Linked DNA regions of Sus scrofa: regions 1 and 2 are each linked to region 3. Evidence: chromatin contacts called from public HiChIP or PLAC-seq data. All regions are on one chromosome and are shown on one strand. Each heading gives the region's core, a stretch centred on a gene start, on an enhancer-like site or on the middle of the called end of the contact. The rest is flanking DNA. Distances are from core to core; before and after follow the strand shown. Region 1 overlaps UVRAG (UV radiation resistance-associated gene protein). Region 2 overlaps UVRAG (UV radiation resistance-associated gene protein). Region 3 has its middle 37 kb from the start of WNT11.

Region 1 (4,671 bases), core at 37-2,536, 190 kb after region 3:
CTTAGCAAGACTGCAAGATTCTAATATACAAAAAAATCAAATGGCATTTTTATACAGTACCAACAAATAACTAGGAATAAACTTAAAGAAAGTTCTGAAAGACCTACACAGTGAAAAATATTAAACACTGCTCAGAGAAATTTTAAAACACCTCAACAAATAGAATCATGTGCTATTTCATGGATTGGAAGTTAAGAAGTCAAGTCTCCTTCTATATTTATCTAGAATAAATTACTCCCAATCAAAATCCTAGCAGTCTTTTTTTAATTGACCAGCTGACTTTAAAACTGATATGGAAGGGAGTTTCCATTGTGACTCAGCAGGTTAAGAGGCCGACTAGTATCCACGAGGACATGGGTTTGATCCCTGGCCTTGCTTAGTGGGTTAAGGATTCGGCATTGCCGTGAGCTGTGGTGTAGGTTACAGACATGGCTTGGATCCCATGTTGCTATGGCTGTGGTGTAAGCCAGCAGCTGCAGCTCCGACTCAACCCCTAGCCTGGGAACCTCCATATGCTGCAGGTGCAGTCCTAAAAAGCAAAAATAATAATAATAATAAAACTGATACGGAAAGATAAAAGTCCTAGAATTGACAAGAAAATGTTGAAGAACAGAGTTGTGAGGCTTATACTATCATATTTTATGACTTTATCATAAAGCTGGTTTGTAAAACAATAGTAGTTGCGTAAGGCTAAACAGATATGACTGATGAAACAGAACTCAGATTACAGAAATGGACCTATTCGATTTGTCTTTTGATCAGGGCAAGAAAAGCAGTATTAACAAATGACACTAAAACAACTGGATAGCAATACGGGGGAATATAAGCCTTAATCTCTACCTCCCATCGTACACAAAAATTAATTTGAAATGATCAAAACTTATATGTAAAAGCTAAAACTGTCAAGTTCCCTATCAAGCATGTAGGGAAGTAAGTATATTCATGACCTTCGATTAGGCAAAGATTTCCTAAATAGGATACAAAAGACACGATCCATAAAATAAAAACTTGAAAGAGCATACTCTATCAAAATTTAAAACTTCTACCCATCAAAAAGACATTATTCAGAAAATGAAAAAAAATCAAGTCACAGAGTGAGAAAAAAGTATTTGTTTTCCACCTACTTATCTGATAAAGTAGTTTCCTAATGTACAAAGAACTCCTCCAAATTAACAATAAAAAACCGCCCAATAAATAAAAATGGGCAAAATATTTGAACATATACTTCACAAAAGAAGATATAAATGGCCCATAAGGGAGTCCCCTGGTGACTCAGCAGATTAAGGACCCAGTGTTGTCACTTCTGTGATGCAGTTTTGATCCCTAGGAACTTCTGCATTCCACAAGCATGGCCCCCCAAAGAAACAAAAAAACAAAACAAAACAAAAAAACAAGACTGGCCAGTAAGCACATAAAATGAGCCAATATCATTAGTCACTAAAGAATTAAAGAATTAAAATCAAAATGATATACCAGTACAAGCCTACTATATATACTGGCTAGAGTTTACAAAACAGACAATACCAAATGACGTCAGGGGTAGTAGAGCAACTAGAACGTCCCAACACGGCTGGTGGGATCCTAAAATTGTACAACTATTTTGGAAACTGGTAATTTTAATACATTAAATATTCACCTCTCACATGGGTGGGAAGCTCTACTCTTATGTATAAAAGAAATGAAAGCATATCCCCAGAAAACATTTTTTCCTCCAATTTTATTGAAATATAATCAACATACACTATTGTCTAGTGAACATCCATCGTCTTATATAGATACAAAGTAAAAGTATTTTTTTCCTGGGATAAGAACTCTTAGGATTTGCTCTCGTAACAACGTCCATATATAACATACAGCAGTGCTAACTGTTAATCATGCTGCACATTACATCCCTAGTACTCATCTTTACGACTGAAAGTTTCTACCTTGAGACCACCTTTATCCAATTCCCCTTCCCCCAGTGCCCCACAGAAGACTTTTGGAACCATGCTCCTAAAGGCGTTATGTATAACAGCCCCATAGCGGAAACAACTCAAATGCCCATCAACAGGACAAAGCATAAGCCAGCTGCGATGCTGCGGTGTATTCACAGAAAAAGAACACTCAGCAATAAAAAGGAACAGACTACTTATCTACACTACAACAAAACACAAAAGCATGCTAACACAAAAGAAGAAACTGAGAGGGTACACCGTATGGTTCTATTCATAAGAAGTTCAAGAACAGGAAAAGCTAATAAATGAGGAGGCCATGAGAAAAGTGTCTCACTCAGCCAGGGGTGAGAACAAGGTGTAAGAACGACTCGCAAAGGGGTTTGAGGGAACTTTCTGGAGAGCGAAAAATACTCTCTATCTTCTCTAAATAATGACACTGTGGGTGTGTATATTTGTCAAAATTCATCAGACTGTACACTTAAGTTCTAATTTTATTTGACATAAATTGTAGTGCAAAAGAAAAAGAAAATAAAGGATGGCTGGTACACGGCTTGGGGAACCGGGAACACGGTGAGGTCATTTAATGAATGGTGGGCAGGAGACGAGCAGTTTGCGAGGAAAGCTCTGCTTTCAGTTCGAGGCGCCTGCGAAACGTCCAAGAGCAGGTGTTGAGTAGGAGCTGAACATGAGGATGTGGAGCTTACGAGACAGATCTTGGCTGCAGAGAAAGACACGGCAACCATGAGCACACAGGTGGTTATGAGTGCTATGGAAGTAATGAGATCATTCTGGAAGACCGCGAGAAGGAGAGAGAACAGAGCCTAGAACAGAATCCTGAGGAACATCAATTCTTAAGGGATTAGAAACAAAGAAAGACAATGCTGCAAAACTTTTCAGAATTCCAGAGAAGCAGAAGGGCAGCTGGGAGAGTTGGTGCCACCGCAGTCAGAGGAACAGAATGTTTCAAGGAACTAATAACCACTGTCACAAAACCAAGTAACCCGAGGCCTAGCCAGTAACCGCGGATGCGGCAACGAGGACTTGACTGAAGCCACCGCAGATGTGTTTACCTCTCTCTCTCCATGTCTACCGCCAGCATCATCTCCCACCCAACCTCGAGCCTCCTAACTGGTTTCCAAGCTTCAACTTTTGCTCGTCTCAATTCCAGTCTCTCCTTAACACCAGAGGTAAGCCTGTGCATCACTTGGTCAGCACTAATGGTAGCGTGCCTGCCCAGGCACCCGCAGGCCTGCCTTACGGAGCTATACTCCTAGTCTGGTATTACCCCCATCACTGTGCACGCTGCAACATGTCAACCAGCTCCCTAATAAAAGGAGGGAAACAGCCTCCCGAGACTAATGACTTTGTCCCAACCAGCAACACGGTGCAGTACGCCAGGTTTCTCTTCCCATGGGCTGAGAGAGAGAGCGCATTGCAACTACGGACACTGTCGTCCATGGCTGTGATTAAATCCCTTAGAGACAACTATAAAAATACCACAAACTTGTAATTGCAAAGATTAGGGCTGGATAGCACAGCGAGACCTAACCACTTTGCCTTTCTTCACCTCTGAGAGACTCTAGGCTCTAAGGAACAGCCAGGGTGAACAGCTGGTCCTTGACTGTTCATACGAAGCCTCTCCTTATGTGATACCTCCAAAGGTAGTTAACGCATCTGTACTTCTGGTCATGTTTATTACACCTTCCATCAATGATAAGAGGATTTTTCTGATGACTGAAAAGGCTTTGCCCTATAGTTTTTCCACAGTATTCTAATCACATAAATCCAGATGCCCCAAGTCATGAATCACCACAGCGTTCCAAGCTCCTGACCTAAAGAAACCACAAAATGATACATAGGTATTGTCCTACGCCACTAAATGTATGGGGATTTATTATCCTTCAATAGAAAACCCAATCCTCTCTTCTAATCCAAATCTTCGCTACCGGGCTTTCAAGGCCAGCTCAGATACCATCATCTCTCATTAGTTCATTTCTAGAGCACATTATCACACGAGTCAAGGTAACATCTGCACTTTGTAAATCTTTAGCTTAATCCCTTATCGGAGAATAATCAATATATATTTTAACTTGTTCATTCATCCTATCTTCCCCCTAAGCAGTTTCCACCTTATTAATACTGAGTTTGATGTTGAAAGAAAAGTCACTGGAGACAGTCTATCTCTCCAGAAACAAAAATTTTAGTTACATTTTCATGCAACAGACATTTATTGTCTAAATGTGAACCCATGCCCTGTGTTGGTAATGGGAAATACAAAGATCAGAGACATACATCTTCTCAAACTTTGTGGGAAAATAGGTATGCCAACAATTCTAATGGTGTAATACTATGAAGGAGGCATAGACAGAGTAACAGCTGAGCCTAAAGGTGGGGCATCTATTTTAGGAGGAGTGTTGAGTGAAAGTAAAGGTCTTCCAGGAAGAAGTAAAACACAAGCTGATACTAAAAGCAAGAGTAGAATTAGCTTTTTAAAAACATGAGAAAGCTATGCCGCCAAGGCAAAAGGAAAGCAAATACAAAAACAGAAGAAGAAGGGTGCACAACATTTTCAAGCACTCCAAGGACCTTAGCAAGGCTGACGCACAGGGTCGTACGGGAGACAAGAGCAAGAGGTGAGAGTAGAAAGGCTGGCAGAGGTCTGATTAGCAAGACGTGGTGTATCCAGCTAAGAAGTTTTATTCCCAAGGTAACAGAATAAGGTTAAAAGGCAACACCT
Region 2 (4,397 bases), core at 489-2,988, 240 kb after region 3:
CACAAGATCCACCTACATCACAGCTCACGGCAATGCTGGATCCTTAACCCACTGAGTAAGGCCAGGGTTTGAAACCACGTCCTCATGGATACTAGCTGGGTTAGCTACTGCTGAGCCACAATAAAAACTTCAAGAGATATACTTTAGAAACAAACAAACAAACAAAAAATAGGTTGAAAATGGAAGGATGGATGGGGGAAGAGAGATAAATTAGGCGTTTGGGATTAACATACACCTGCCACTATATATAAAATAGGTAAACAACAAGGATCTACTGCAGAGCATGGGGAGCTATAATCAAATCTTATAATAAATTATAATGGAAAAGAATCTGAAAAAGAACACACACGCACAAACACGCACGCGTGTGTACCTATAACTGACTCACTTTCCTGTACACTTGAACGCAAGACTTTCATAAACAATTAGAAATATTTTTCTTAAAGAAAGAAAATGAAAAGATGGAAAGCTATTCCATGTCAGCAGTAACCAAAAAAGAGCTGGGACAACTATACTAATATATCAGATAAATAGATATTAAGACAAGACATAAAAGTGTTACCAGAAGCAAAAAAAAAAAAAAAAGGATATTATAGCACAAAAAGAGGGTCAGGAAGATATAAATGATTATAAACATATATGCAAACATATTTAACAAAACACATGAAGCCCAAACTGACAAAACTAAAATAGAAAGTAGCTGCAGTCAACATTTCACTTTCAACAATGGGCAGCACAACTATACAAAAGATAAGGAAACAGAACACATGAACACAACTATATAAATCAAGTAGAGCTAAGAGACGTATAAGAACGTTCCACCTGTCAGCAGTCACACACATACCTTTCGCAAGTGCACATGGAACATTCTCCGGGATAGACTGTATGTATGTTCAGCCACAAAACAAGCCTCAACATAGTTCTAAAACACTGAAATCATACAAAGTACCTTTTCTGAACACAAGAGAATGAAACTAGAAACCAGTAACAGAAAGAAATGTGGAAAATTCACAAACGACGAAGTCAACAACACACTCTGAAACGATCAGCGAGTCAAAGCACAAATCACAAGGTAAATTTCTAAAAAATACTTCAAGGAGAATAAAAATGGCAACACAAGCTATCAAAACATATGGGATGCAGGGAAAAAGCGCTCGGGGGAAAATGCACAATTGTAAACATTTATGTTAAAAGAAAAAAGAGCTCAAATCAGTCACCTAATCTTCTGGCTTAAGGAACTAGAAAAAGAACAAACTAAACGAAACTCAAAGCACGGAGGAAGGAAATAATAAAGGCTAGGGCAGAGATCCATAAGAGAGAGAGCACAAAAATCATAGAAAAAAAATCAACAAAACCCAGTTAGTTCTTTGAAAAGGGCAACAAAATTGACCAACCTTAATCTAGACTGACCAAGAAAAGGAGAGAGAAGACTCGAGTCACTAAAATCAGGAATGTACGTGGGAAGGTTGTCACCAATCTTATAGGAAGAAAAAGGATGAGAGAAGAAGACTGTGAACAACTGCAGGCCAACAAGTCAGATAACCTCGATAAAAGTGGAATCAGAAACACAAAGCTCCCCCAAAAGCCTCAGGTCCACAGCTTGTCTAAGGGTTTAGCTCCAAAACTCCATGGTGCTGCTGCCTCCGCATCCATTTTCTTTGACCAAGCAGGCTGCAGGGACCTTAAACCACCATGAGATCCCCTTTCTGGGAAGTGCATGGCCTAGACAGCAGGCTGCAGAGTCACGAGCAAATGTAGTTCCTGTTACAACTTGTGATCAACAGTCTCCTCTGCTTCCCAGCTCCTGTTATGCTTCAAATACCCCTCAGATAAAAATCCCCATGGAGCTTTCCAAAACCCTGCGTTGTGGTCTGAACTGACCAATCCAGCTCTAGCCCAGAAAGCCCAAAGCACCCTGCCCAAAGACTCTAAATAAAGACGTGTTCCAGGTGCTGCATCTCTCTCTCTTCACCCTGCCTTGACCTCCTCGTGAGGCCCCTCAAGGTGTCCCCTGCAATTCCTCCAGGACCCGTGAGTGATAAACTCCATTTCAGTTTCTCTTGCGGTTGCTTGTTGAACCGTGGTTCACCATCCAGCACCCTGGGCTTCCACTTTACAAACATTAATCTAACAGAGTCATAACACAATCGAAAAAGTTAAATCAGTAATCATAAAACTCCCAGCAAAGCAAAGCCGAGAACTACATGATTTGACTGCGAATTCTACCCATGGTTTAAAGATTAAAAATAACACCCATCCTTCTCAAAGTCTTCCGAAAAATGGAAGAGGAGGAAATATTTAACTCCTTCTATGAGACCGGTTTTAGCCTGATACCAAAGGGAGACAATAACATCACAAGAAAATTATAGGCCAATATCCCTTTTATATATATATATATGAAATATATAACGTGTGTTAGAGAGGGAACCGAGGGGGAGGGGGAGGGGGTGTGGTGGTTGGGGAGCTTGGGGTTAATACATGCAAACTATTGCCTTTAGAATGGATTAGCCATGAGATCCTGCTGTGTAACACTGGGAATTATGTCCAATCACTTATGATGGAGCATGATAATGGGCAAAAATACAATGTGTACATGTATGTGTCACTGGGTCACCATGCTGTACAGTAGAAAAAAAATTGTATTGGGGAATTAAAGATTTAAAAATTAATTAATTAAATTTTAAAAAACTCAACAAAATACCCTTGAACAATGAGGATGACCCACACACAGTTAAAAATCCACATGTAACTTTACAGTCTCCTGTATCCATGATTCCATATGCATGGTTCTGCATCCACATATTCAACCACCTGTGCATTGTATAATGCTGTAGTTCAAACTTAATAAAAAAAAAAAACAAAAAAAAACCCTCACATATAGGTAGACCTGCCTAGTTCAAATACATGCTGTTCAAAGGTCAACCGTATTAGCAAAGCTAATCCAGTAGCGTATTAAAAGGCTTATGCCATCTGGCCCAGCAATTTCAGTTCTGGGTATACACCCAAAGAACTGAAAGAAAAAGAGATCTTTGTACGCCCTTGTTCATAGCAGCAATATTCACAGGAGTCAAGAAGTGGAAGCAATCCAAGTGTTCATCAAGAGATGAACAGATAAACAAGATGTGGTGTATTCATACAACAGAATATTATTTAGCCTTAAAAAAGGAAAGACGTTCTGACACACGCTATAACAGAGTGACCTCGAGGACATTATTACGTTAAGTAAAACAAACCAGTGGCGAAAGCATACATATTATATGATTCCACCTTTATAAGAGAGCAGTCAGATTCATAGAAACAAACAGTAGAAGGGTGGCCGCCAAGGGCCTGGGGAAAAAGGAGATGGGGAGTTATGGCTCACTGGGTAGAGTTTCAGGTTTGCAGGATGAAAGGAGTTCGGGAAAGGGACAGCGATGACAGTTGTACGACAATGTGAACATATTTAATGCCACCGAACCGTACACTTAAAATGGTTAAGATGGTAAACTTTATATTATGCATATTTACTACAATTAAAAATAATTTTTAAAAAAGATTACATACCAGGGACAAGTGGGGTTTACCCAAGGAATGTAAGTGTGGTTTAATAAATGAAAATCAATCAATACAATATACCAAGTTGGCAGACTCACGTATACTTGCCAATTCTAACCCTTACTATACAGCAACATAATTAAAACAGTGCAGTACTGGCCTAAGGACAGACAAACGGATCAATGGAAAAGAACTGGGAATATATAAATAAAACTCATATATTTACGGTCAACTGATTTCAGATTAAGGTGCTAAAACTGAGAAAGATTAGTCTTTTCAACAAATGATGCTAAAACTGGATGGCTACATGCAAAAGAATGAAGCTGGACCCATCCCTGACATCACATACAAAAATTACAATTAGGATCAAAGACCTCAGTGCAACAGCTAAAACCGTAAAACCATTAGAAGAAAGCGCAAGGGTAAATTTACATAATCTTGGATTTGCCAACTGATTCTTTTTTTTTTTTTGCCTTTTTGTCTTTTCTAGGGCTGCACCCGCAGCATATAGAGGTTCCCAGGCTAGCGGTCTAATCAGAGCTGTAGCTGCCGGCCTACGACAGAGCCACAGCAACACAGGATCCGAGCCGTGTCTGCAACCTACACCACAGCTCAGAGCAATGCCAGATCCTTAACCCACTGAGTGAGGCCAGGGAGCAAACCCGCAATCTCATGGTTCCTAGTCGGATTTGTTAACCACTGAGCCACGACGGGAACTCCACCAACTGATTCTTAAATGTGATGCCAAAAGCATGAGCAACAAAAGAAATAATAAATTGAACTTCTTCAAAATTAAACTTTGTCAATCAAAGGACACTCTAAGAAAGTGAAAAAACAAACCACAAAATGGGAGAAAACATTTG
Region 3 (4,269 bases), core at 694-3,193:
CGCCTGCCTGGTGTGATCTCAGGGTGTGGGAGGGAAGCCTGAAGCCTGGGATTCCAGCCCCACTGCGGCTTCCCCCTAGAGTCAGGCCTTCCCGGGAGAATCACAGCTCCCCAGCAAAGGTTATGACTCAGACCCCTCCCTCCTGTTGGCCCTGCCCTTCCCAGCTCCGGTGAACACAGCCAGGCCCTACCCCCTCTTTCCCCCACCACGGGGTCTGATTCACCTGCTCTCTGAGCATCCAGACAGCCCATGGGTGGGAGGGGGGGAGATCTAGGGAGGGGCTCATCTTCTCTAAGTTCTCATTGGTCACTTCCTTATTTTTATTTTTTGGCTGCGGTGGGGTGGGGGGGTGACAGTTCCCCGGCCAGGGGTTTAACTCCAGCCACAGCTGCAACCAGAGCCACAGCCGTGACCACACCAGATCCTTAACCTGCTGAGCCACAAGGGAGCTCCTCGCTGGTCACTTCTTGAGGCAGAGAGTGGGGCCGCAGGACTTTTGTCATCTTCTCTGGTCTCAAAGATAAATTGCTGGGCTGGAGAGTTTCTGCTTATTTTCCCCAAATCACTTAAGTTGTGTGTGACTGAGCTATTAGATTACTGATGGATGGATAAACAGATGAGTGGGGAGGTGAGCGGCTGAACAAAGTAATACATGGAAAAATTACTGCTTCCATGGACAGATGGATGGTCTGATACGTTTAAGAGTCAGCTGAAGCCTCGCCTTCCCCAGGAAGCCTTCCTTGATCCCCTGACTGGGTCAGGAGCGCCACCCGTCCCTATGGCCCCTGGTCTTTTCTGTCTCAGGGACAGGGGTCTGGGTCATGTGTGTCCTGGAAACTCAATCGAGGAGTATCCGGAGAGGCCCCCAGGGCAGTACTGGACAATGAATGGGTCAGTTTCAAAAACACATGGGGTCCAGTGTGACAGAAGAAGACCAGCCACGAAGCTCCTTCCGCTGGGGCCGGGGCTGGGGGGTTGAGGAGAAAGATTGTAGTTGCAGCGACTCCCGTTAATGCTTCGGGGGCACTTGCCCCGCCCCGGGCATGTTCTGAACCCTTTCCACACACCGTTTTGTTTAAACCTCTCAGCAGAAACTATTGGCATCCCTGTCTTCAGATGGAGGAGCTGAAGCATCCAGGGAGATGCAATAAGTTGCCCAGGGTGACATAGCGAGGGGGTGGGGACACAAACTTTGCACTCAGGTCTGAGGATGCCAGGCTGCCTGGTACTGTCTGACCACCAGGCTGGGTCCGGAGGGCAGTGGGGACTCCCGGGGCTTTGGAGCCCAGGAGGGGAGGGATCCGTATCTGTAGGAGGCTGTGCCACACGCTCTGCATCCCAGCAGAGAACGGGCACCTTCAGGGCAGCCACCATCAGCTCCTCCAGGGAAGAAGTTAGCGCCACCCCCGCCCAGATCTTGGTCCCAGCAAAGTATTTGCCATGCGCCCCCTTTTCTATCCTTCTCCCCTCCCCCCCTGTTTAGAGGCTTCAGAGTATCTGCAGCTGGGAGTCCTCCAGCCCCCGCTGTACTGTGGCTCCAGATGCCCCTAAATGTTGCTGCTGCCCTGGAGCACAGCAGCCTCCCCTGGAAGCCTTTTACAGAGACGCCTTTCTCCTGCCTCCGGACTGCCGTCCATCACCCCCACTCCCACCCCCTCAGGCCCAAGTGCCCCCCCCCAGTTACCCCTCCCCTCAGCCATCAGAGCCACCATAGCTCTTCGTCTGAATCCCAGCAGCCCCGCTTCCTAGCTGGATGACCTTGGCTGAGATGTGATAAGACAGGACCCTTGGTGAGTGGGCGGGTGCACCTGACTCTCACGGCGCCTTCCCCTCTGTCAGCTCATCCACAGGGTAAATGACCCTTAAGCCTCGTCTCTCCCGCACTGGTGTGCTGTTCTGCTGAGACGATGCAACGTATTCCACTAATGGGTATTTCCTTCATTGCTGCGGCTCACAGGAAGTTCAGGGCCAAACCGCATCTTAATCATAGTCATCATTCTAGGTTACTACGTGCTTGATAAATTTACTTCCTACTCTGTCTAAGGGGTTTTCGTTCAGCTCTGTTTGGCAACCTTTCTTTAAAACGACCCCTTATCTTCAAAACATTATGTGGGGATACACTGTGATTTTTCAATCCTGCCATACACAGCTCCCCGCTGTCCAGCCCAGCCTGCCCTGTACCTCCTCCCGGCCGGTTCTATCTCCTCTCTGGCCCCCTGGCCCCCGCCTGTCCTGCGTTTATGTTCCTGTGTCTCCCTGGCATTTGGTTGTGTCCCAGACCAGAGTGCCTTCCTCTGGCAAATGCCAACCCCTCGTTCCAGGCCCCGCTCCCCCAGGACGATTCCCTGGCTTCGCCAACGTGCCCTCACCTCTCCCACTGGCCCGCTGCCCTCCCGCCCTCCTCCCGGCCGGTCCATGTTTACTGAGCATCTGCTTGGTTTCGGCGCTGTTCTGGGGACACTGCAGTAAACAAGAGACAAAACCTCTGCCATCATGGAACTGACATTCTAGTTGGAGAGAATGACAATAAACAAATCTTTTTAAAACATCAGCTGGCTGATATTAAGGCACCAGTGAATGGAACAGCCTGAAGGGGAGGGGGCAGTGGTGGAGGGAGGATGCTGTTTTATTGAGGTTGTCCAGGAAGAGCTTACAGTGAGGGTGGGGGGGGGGAGTGAATGTTGGGGGCAGGTGGGGCCAGAGTGGAGGGAGCGAGGGGGAGGTGGCCAGAGAGCGAGGCCGGCTTGGAGCAAGGGTGGACTGGGAGGTGCCAGGTGCCAGGCTCTGAGCCAGGGGCCTGACATCCACCGTGTCCCCGGACCCTCCTGACGATTCTGTGATTCAAGGCTGGTTGCCAGTTCCATTTTGAAGGCAGTGGAGGCGCAGAGGAGAAAGGGACCTGGGCGAGGTCACAGAGCAGTGACTCTGAATCTGCAGCCGGGTGGCCGCTGGAGAGGAGGGGGCTGCTTAGCTTTCCCCAGCCTGTCCTCTCAGCATCTGCCCATAAATCACTCTGACACCCCGACGAGGGGGGGCACGGACAGATTCAACAGCACCTCCGTGGGTGAGCGCTTCCCAGACCCCTGCACTGTGGATCTTGGCTGCGGATGCGGGCCGCCCAGCCCAGGGCTCCAAACGCGGGCACACAACTCGGGGGAGTGGTGTTTGCCCTGGGCCAGGAAGGGGGTTCCGGGGGAAGGGGAGGACCTCACGGGGCCAGAGGATCTGGCCACCAGATGAAGGGTTGGAATCACTCAAGTCCTGCTGCCCGAAGATCTGGGGGAGGCCCCGGGCGGTCCGGGCGCCGCGGGCCAGAAGCTCCAGGGGAGGCGGGAGGGGCAGCCTCTCGGCTGCGGGCCTCCTTCTCCCTTGTCACCCCCTTCCCTGCCTGCGACGTGCTGAAAGCTCCCGGTTGTGCAGGTCTGGGAATTGCTTTGGAGCTGGCCCCGGGGGCAGGGGCAGGCAGAAAGGGGGCAGACCCTCCTCAGCCCCGAGTGCCCAGCACCACCGCGCCCCCTGCACTCCCACTGATCCCACTGGTGAGTCACCAGCACGAGAAACATCCGAAGTTTTTTACACGGGAGTGGGCTGGGGGACTCCACAGAGAAGACCTCATGGCCTCCCCTGGAGGAGAAGTGGCCCTCGCCTGACCATCCTGTCCTGCGCGGGGCTCTGAGTGGCAATGTCACCAAAAAGGCTGGTCTCAGAGTCAAGGCCATTTCTCAGCCTGCATTCAAGGCTGTGGCCACAGGCCTTGTGCTCAGTGGGCACCGTCCCTGCCCTGTGCCACACATGCCTTAGACTCAGAGGCCCCCATACCTGCTCAGAAGCCACCTGCCCACACTGCCCCTTTTGGGGCAAGAAGGTCGGAAGTCATGGATCCAGGGCTCAGAGGGCCCACTGATTTTCTGACTCTGCCACCTACTAAACTGGGCACGTCTCTAAACCTGTCCAAGTCTCAGCTGGCACAGGGGACACATGTTGGCAATCTTGTTGGGACGTGCAGGCTTGGATCTCTATGGAAGGTTTGGGGAAGGCCTACTGCTGCCCATCGTTAATAATCCATTGGGAGCAGAGCATCTGCAACGCCTACACTTCTCTTCGGCAGCCTCAGGAGGATGAAGCCAGCGTGGGTCCCCGGCCCGATGTGGGTCCTCCCGGGATTCGGGAGTTCCAGGAGGGGGGGCTGATGACCGCCCCCATCTGAGCCCAATTACCTTCCGGAGCTGACAGTAAGAGCAGGAAGAGGCTCATCGGGAACACTGGCGG

Evidence for each region. HiChIP or PLAC-seq counts read pairs in DNA pulled down with a chosen protein or histone mark.
Region 1: an H3K27ac HiChIP or PLAC-seq map of alveolar macrophages shows a contact between it and region 3. The contact joins two enhancer-like sites. A contact is called at or near these places in 2 of 2 datasets of contacts at active chromatin or transcription factors (alveolar macrophages and skeletal muscle).
Region 2: an H3K27ac HiChIP or PLAC-seq map of alveolar macrophages shows a contact between it and region 3. The contact joins two enhancer-like sites. A contact is called at or near these places in 1 of 47 Hi-C or Micro-C datasets (epiblast stem cells) and 1 of 2 datasets of contacts at active chromatin or transcription factors (alveolar macrophages).

What each region holds. Positions count from the first base shown.
Region 1 is chr9:10,200,911-10,205,581 of Sscrofa11.1, reverse strand. The region is part of intron 7 of UVRAG (UV radiation resistance-associated gene protein); the gene reads right to left. Among named protein-coding and RNA genes, the nearest start is that of UVRAG, 110 kb to the right of the region's middle. Within about 2 kb of position 1,286, at least 1 of the 83 cell types and tissues checked has an H3K27ac peak or open chromatin away from gene starts, as enhancers often do. A contact at or near this core is called in alveolar macrophages, where this site is marked.
Region 2 is chr9:10,157,517-10,161,913 of Sscrofa11.1, reverse strand. The region is part of intron 6 of UVRAG (UV radiation resistance-associated gene protein); the gene reads right to left. Among named protein-coding and RNA genes, the nearest start is that of UVRAG, 71 kb to the right of the region's middle. Within about 2 kb of position 1,738, at least 8 of the 83 cell types and tissues checked have an H3K27ac peak or open chromatin away from gene starts, as enhancers often do. A contact at or near this core is called in alveolar macrophages, where this site is marked.
Region 3 is chr9:10,396,410-10,400,678 of Sscrofa11.1, reverse strand. No RefSeq gene overlaps it. Among named protein-coding and RNA genes, the nearest start is that of WNT11, 37 kb to the left of the region's middle. Within about 2 kb of position 1,943, at least 2 of the 83 cell types and tissues checked have an H3K27ac peak or open chromatin away from gene starts, as enhancers often do. A contact at or near this core is called in alveolar macrophages, where this site is marked.